2 separate regions of the Mus musculus genome follow, and region 2 is linked to region 1. Evidence: chromatin contacts called from public HiChIP or PLAC-seq data. All regions are on one chromosome and are shown on one strand. Each heading gives the region's core, a stretch centred on a gene start, on an enhancer-like site or on the middle of the called end of the contact. The rest is flanking DNA. Distances are from core to core; before and after follow the strand shown. Region 1 holds the start of Hmgcs2 (3-hydroxy-3-methylglutaryl-Coenzyme A synthase 2). Region 2 overlaps Gm5544 (predicted gene 5544).

Region 1 (2,700 bases), core at 115-2,614:
TGTCAAAAAAACAAAACAAAACAAAAAACAAACAAACAAACAAAAACCTACATAGAGACCTTGTCTTAAAAGGGGGGGACGGGACTGAGAAATGGTCACCCTGTCTGGCCCTGAAATAAGTAAACCCCATAACTTCCTCGCAAATAGAAAAGAAGCAAGCTAAAGTCTAAGCTGGAACATTCAAATAAAACGCAGTGGTTTTGCAAGGGTGGGGAAGTGGATGTCAGTGGCGCTAAAAGCAAATCAGGAGGTTTAAGGGCACTGCTCCTTTCCCCTCCACACCTATACCCAGGCTCCAGCAGGGCGGGACAAGGGAGGGCACCATAGCAAAGAGGTTCCCTAAAAACTCAGTACTCATGGGTATAAGTGGAAAGGAAGCCCTGGGACTCTGAGCTCAGTGGACAAAGAGCAAAAGAGAAAACACCCAAGTAGCTGGGAGCCTGAAGCACAAAGCCCAGATGTGTCCCATCAACTCTGAGCAACCACAGTTACTTGGACGAGACTGAAGGGTGTTTACAAAGAAAGAAGGCATGTTTGTTTTTCTTTCACAAGTACATGTATCCACCCATCCACCCCACCCCACACACACAGTGAGAAACACACACACAATTTTTATCTTTCATCTCACAAAACCGAAGCACGGAGAAACACTGCTTCGTCTCTTTGGTCCATACTGGATCTTGCCACAGTGAACGACAGCAAGCAGTTAAACCACAACTGCAGCTGCAGGATCCTGAGGTCTGCTGCCCCCTGTGGCCGGCAGAGGAAAGGCTGCTGCTTTTCCTAAACAAAGTGCATCAGAGGCTTAGGCTGGGAGTCCTGTGCGTCCTGTCCCCTTGGATCAGTTTACGACAATAAAAATACATCTTGCATATCAGATATTTACATTATGATTCATAATAGCAGCAAAATTAGTTATGAGGCAGAAATAAAAATAATTTTATGGTTGCGGGGGTCACCACAACCTGAGGAACTGTATTAAGGGTTGCAGCATTAGGAAGGCTGAGGACCTCTGGCTTAGACACTTCCAGCTCAACAGTTAACAGGTGCTGTCTAGAAATGAGGCTAACTTGTTTATAACTGAGTACAACCTCGCCAGCTTTTGACTGAGGTTCTAGTGAGTCCTCCAACAAGCCCCGCGTTTTACTGGTCCCCACGGTGCTTGTCTGGGAGTGATCTATGTAGACCCTCTGAGCAGGCCACTCACCTCTGCTGGGCTGCTGAGAGCAGGTGAGCAGGTGTGAGCGAAGTTTCCTGCATCGCTCTCTTCACTTGCAGGACCCGCCTCGCTGGAGCCAAAAGCCGCTGCATCTCTAAGGTATCAACAGAAAGCCAGCAGTCCACAGCCCTTGGGAGAGATGCCCAACGATTCTGGGTTGGGCTTTATAAGACTCCAGGCTCTGGAAGCCCCGCCTCCGCTTATCGAGGCCCCTGCCTGCTTGGGGAAAAACTGGGCCAAAGGTCTCAGAACAAGTCAAAGGAAAACATCATGTCTAACATGTACATAGCTGCACTGTTCCTGGCTGGTATCTAGCTGGCTGGCTCTGAGACTTCATTGTTGGCCTTATTTTTGCCTAACCATGCAAGCTTGCATGCTCCTTCTAACACATCCAACAATCAGCAGTCACCCAACTCGTCTCTGCAGCCTCCTGATTCCTCTGCTGAGTGGCTCACCATCTGTTCCTAACCCCTAACCACTTTATGCAGTCAGATGTTATTCTTACCATTTCTATAAGAAGCAGCTTTCAAAACCAAAGAGTAATCCCCCCTCCACCTCCATTTCTTCTTAAATACCCCAGGCTAGCCTTGAACTTGAAATCAGTCTTCCTCCCTCAGCCTCCATGAGCACTGTGATTACTGGTATAACCTTTTAATACCAGCTCTTCAAGCAGTTGAGAGTAGGTGTTGACGCACATCTGACGGGCTGGCTGGCTTTGGTCTGTGGAGCTGGTTGTTTTCCTCTTATCTTTATTGTCCGTCATTATGCTTACACAGAGCTTCACAGAGCTTCCAAGAGGGACGCAGCAGATGCTGCTAGAGAGGTTCAGAATCCCTCAAAAGGAGACTGTCTTGAAGTTCAGGCTTTCCTAGGAAGGAGAAGTTTATTACAAGTTGGATTTTAGAGACAGGGAGGACAGAGTCCTCAAAGACCCATGTCTACAAAGCTGCAGAGTGGGGATCCCCCAGCATCTTTTGACTCCGGACTGTGCATGTAATTGTGCTCCTATGAGTGTGCACCTGTGGCTGTGTGCATGCAGCCATGCTCCCACTTGAGCACACCTGTGGCTGCCAGGGGCTAGCATCAATACCATCCTTTAGCACTCTCAATCTTAGTCTTAAAATGATGTGTGTCTCTCCCTCTGAACCTGGAGCTTGCCTATTGGGGTGGCCAAAAGGGCTCCTAGGATCTTCCTGCCTCTGCGGTTCCAGAGCTGGGGTACGGGTATGTGCTTTTACACAGGTATGGGGTTCCAAACTCAGGCTCCACACTTTCACTTTACCCACTGAGCCACCCATCCAGATCCTCTACTACTTCTTAAGACAAAAGTCTTAAAGATGAGTCTCTATCTCATGCTCCTCATGTAGAAAGTCCCTATGTCTCACTCACACAGCAGTTGAAGCAGTTAACCCTGATATCTAATGCAACTCTATGAAAGAGTCTCAAGAACCAGGATAGCTCTTGGTTTATTTATTTCCCAG
Region 2 (3,013 bases), core at 24-2,523, 340 kb after region 1:
TTAGTGATCTATGGGGGAGGGCCCAGCCCATCCTGAGGGGGGCCATCCCTAGGCAAATGATCCTGGGTTCTATAAGAAAGCAGGCTTAGCAAGCCAAGAGGAACAAGCCAGTAACCAGCACCCCTCGAAGGCCTCTGCATCAGCTCCTGCCTCCAGGGTTCTACCCTGTTTGAGTCCCTGTCCTGACTTCCTTCAATGATAAACAGCGATGAGGATGAGTGAGATGAATAAAGCCTTTCCTCCCCAGGTTGCTTTGGTCAGTGTTCCATCACAGCCGTTGTAACTTTAACTAAAACAGATACTATGGTCCCATTCATTTTGCAGGAAGCTAAGTCTTAGAGTAGATACTTTGTGTGTATTAATCTACACAGCTAGTGTAGTGACAGAATCCCAGGGTCTTCTGGACTCTGAAGCCCATTTCTCCTTCACTCAGCAGCAGACCTCAGAATGCTCGAAAGAAGCTTTGAGTAACCTGAATGCATCGTGTGAACAAGGCACACAAAGTGGAAGCCTTAGGCCTCTTGCTCAAGTCTAAATTCAAAAATTGTTTTCTAGGCAGGCTTCAAGATCAACAGAGGAAGATTCGCTTAGAATCAAGAAGAGGACAGATGGGAACTGAGACATGGCTCCGAAGTTAAGAGCACTGTCTGCTCTCGCAGAGGACTGTGGTTCAATTCCCAGCACCCAAATCATCTCTGCTTCCAGTCTTGGGGGATTATAAACTCTCTCCCGGCCTCCCTGGATATAATGCTCACATGTGGTACACAGACATATATGCAGGCAAAACACACATAAAAGAAATAATAAAAGAAAGAAAACTTTCAAAAAGGATAAAGTGTCAGGCATGGGAGTGCACTCCTTTAATCCCAACATTTGGGAGGCAGAGGCAGGCAGATGTCTGTGAGTTCGAGGCCAGACTGGTCTACATAGTGAGTTCCAGGAGAGACTCTGTCTCGACAAAAAAGAAAAAGGACAGAGAACCTCAAAATTAAGTCCCTTATTTCATAGTTCTTTGGAACAGTGTGAGGTGACCTCAGTGCTGAGTGGATCCGGAAGAAAAAGACCAGTTCAGGCCCCCGACTTCCTCCGGATCCACCTCAGTAAGCAGCGGTGACTTATCTCTTATGCTGTGTTCAGTGATCTTGATGAACGAGCCAGTCTCCGTGCCTGCAGCCTTAAACTCCAATTTCAGCAGCTCTGCACTCAGGGGAGAGGGCAGGGAGGGCGTGCTCACAAGCTGCGCTCCTCAGGTCAGCTAAGCTTACTCAGACATGGCCTCATGGGGGCATCAGAGGCAGTGGGTGGGGACTTGAGCCCGAGCCCCCGTGGGCTGGGCTGGGAATTGTAAAGAAACGCTGCTGAGAAGGATTTTGTTGTGGTTGTTCCCTTTGTTTACTTTGGGCAATGCTGTCATTTTTTTAAACTGACCCTTCCCAGATGAGGTCCTCAGTTTTCAGCTGAGTAAAGTCAGGGGCCTTGCCAACGGGGCATTTGAAAAGCTTTGTGGTCAGTTGCTGGAGGGAGTCCTGGGCAGCTGACACCCCTCCCCCACCCAGAGAAACACAGACAGGGCTGCTAACCTGCTGACTGCAGCCATGCGCCTGTAGAGCAGACCATCTTACCCCTCTGCCTTGGTGAGGCACTGTGGAAGGCCAGGCAACTTTCCACGGGAAGGGAGACGTTAGCCATAGCCCTCCCGGCCACTCTCCACCGGGCTCTGGCTCCCGGCCGCGTCCTGCGGGTGCCTGGGCTGGCGCTGGGCTGTAGTTGAGAATTGCTGGCATCCACTTCTTGGCTTAACACAAAACACTTTCCTTCAGGGATATAGATTCACATGGTAAATCCCAACCCAAAGGTGTGTGTGTAATATATGCTTTTCTTTTCTGACTTAAGTTGAACACCATCTGTGCAGCTATGTAGAAATGAGGGAAAAAAAGAAAGTTCCTTTGCTGTATGCTTTTAAAAAATTCTCTAGTTTCTTTTGGACCTCAGATACCAAAGAATGGAGTCTTTTATGTCTAAGATTAGAAACATCTGGTCTGCATGTCTAGGGAAGGCTAGACTATGGTAGGGTGTAGATTGCTAGACTAAGGTGGGTTGCCTTGCCCTTTTGAATTATTGCATCTTGAGTCTTAATGGACTGAAAGTCACTCAACACAACCTCTTAATTTTAATAACATGGAAAGAGGCCAGAGAGGTGAGGACTTACTGTCGGAGAGCTTGTGTCAAAGGTGAACCAGCACTCAGGTCGCCTTTGTCTGATCTCCACTGTAAACTGTGCTTAGGGAGGACTTGAGGACTAAACGGTAAACCACAAAATGCACAACCCCTGTATTTGGGGCCCTCACTTATCTCCAGTTCTGCAGTTTTCCCCGATGGATGTTCAGAAGAGAAGCCTGAGGCTCACACTGTGCCTACTGTGTGCCAGGCAGTTGCATATATTCCTCACCTCATCTTTACAACAGTTCTGTGAGGGAGACCTTGTTATGACTACTTCGTAGGTGATGGAGTTGAGAGGTACAGTTGCCCAGCTGTGCCCAACTAGAACAATGCAGCATCAGGACCAGAATCCAATTTTCTTCTACACTATAGCTCCTATGCACATCACACTTAACAGTCAATACCTTCCAACTTTCAAAACCAAGGCGTCATTTTCCAGATTTTTAATAGTGTAGTTACAGTCATTTAACACACATCAGAAAGCGCATTTTGCCAGGCACAGCTGAGATACCGATGCTATAGCCGTGGACAGTGAACACAAACACTTTTCTTCCAGAACACAGTCCCCAAGGGGAGCCAACAAGTAACCCTTAAAATAAGTCCCACAAAGTAAGACAAGCTGCTAAAGCATGAAGCAGGAGGAGGAGTGGGGAATCCTGGAATCTGGGGAAAAGACAGAGATTTCACCAAAGGAAGTTTTCTGTGTGGGTGGCATTAGAACAAAGAGCTCAAGGAGCCTGAGAGAACAGACCAATGGACATCTGGGGGGAGAGGCTGAAGTGAGCCAAGGATG

What was found. HiChIP or PLAC-seq counts read pairs in DNA pulled down with a chosen protein or histone mark.
Region 2: an HNF4G HiChIP or PLAC-seq map of pancreatic cancer cells shows a contact between it and region 1. The contact joins the enhancer-like site here to the promoter of Hmgcs2 in region 1. A contact is called at or near these places in 3 of 39 promoter capture datasets (cranial neural crest, embryonic stem cells and liver), 1 of 15 datasets of contacts at CTCF or cohesin (the NIH/3T3 cell line), 2 of 484 Hi-C or Micro-C datasets (cortical neurons and forebrain), 6 of 115 datasets of contacts at active chromatin or transcription factors (the SCID.adh cell line, acute myeloid leukemia, astrocytes and 2 more) and 1 of 9 other capture datasets (embryonic stem cells).

What each region holds. Positions count from the first base shown.
Region 1 is chr3:98,279,095-98,281,794 of GRCm38.p6, reverse strand. It overlaps Hmgcs2 (3-hydroxy-3-methylglutaryl-Coenzyme A synthase 2), which reads right to left and starts at 1,364. Exons shown (of 10, transcript NM_008256.4): 1 at 1,208-1,364. The coding sequence starts at 1,311.
Region 2 is chr3:97,940,956-97,943,968 of GRCm38.p6, reverse strand. The region is part of intron 1 of Gm5544 (predicted gene 5544); the gene reads right to left. Among named protein-coding and RNA genes, the nearest start is that of Gm5544, 12 kb to the right of the region's middle. RefSeq lists an enhancer at 1,082-2,058. Within about 2 kb of position 1,273, at least 139 of the 459 cell types and tissues checked have an H3K27ac peak or open chromatin away from gene starts, as enhancers often do. A contact at or near this core is called in the SCID.adh cell line, astrocytes, cortical neurons and 3 more, where this site is marked.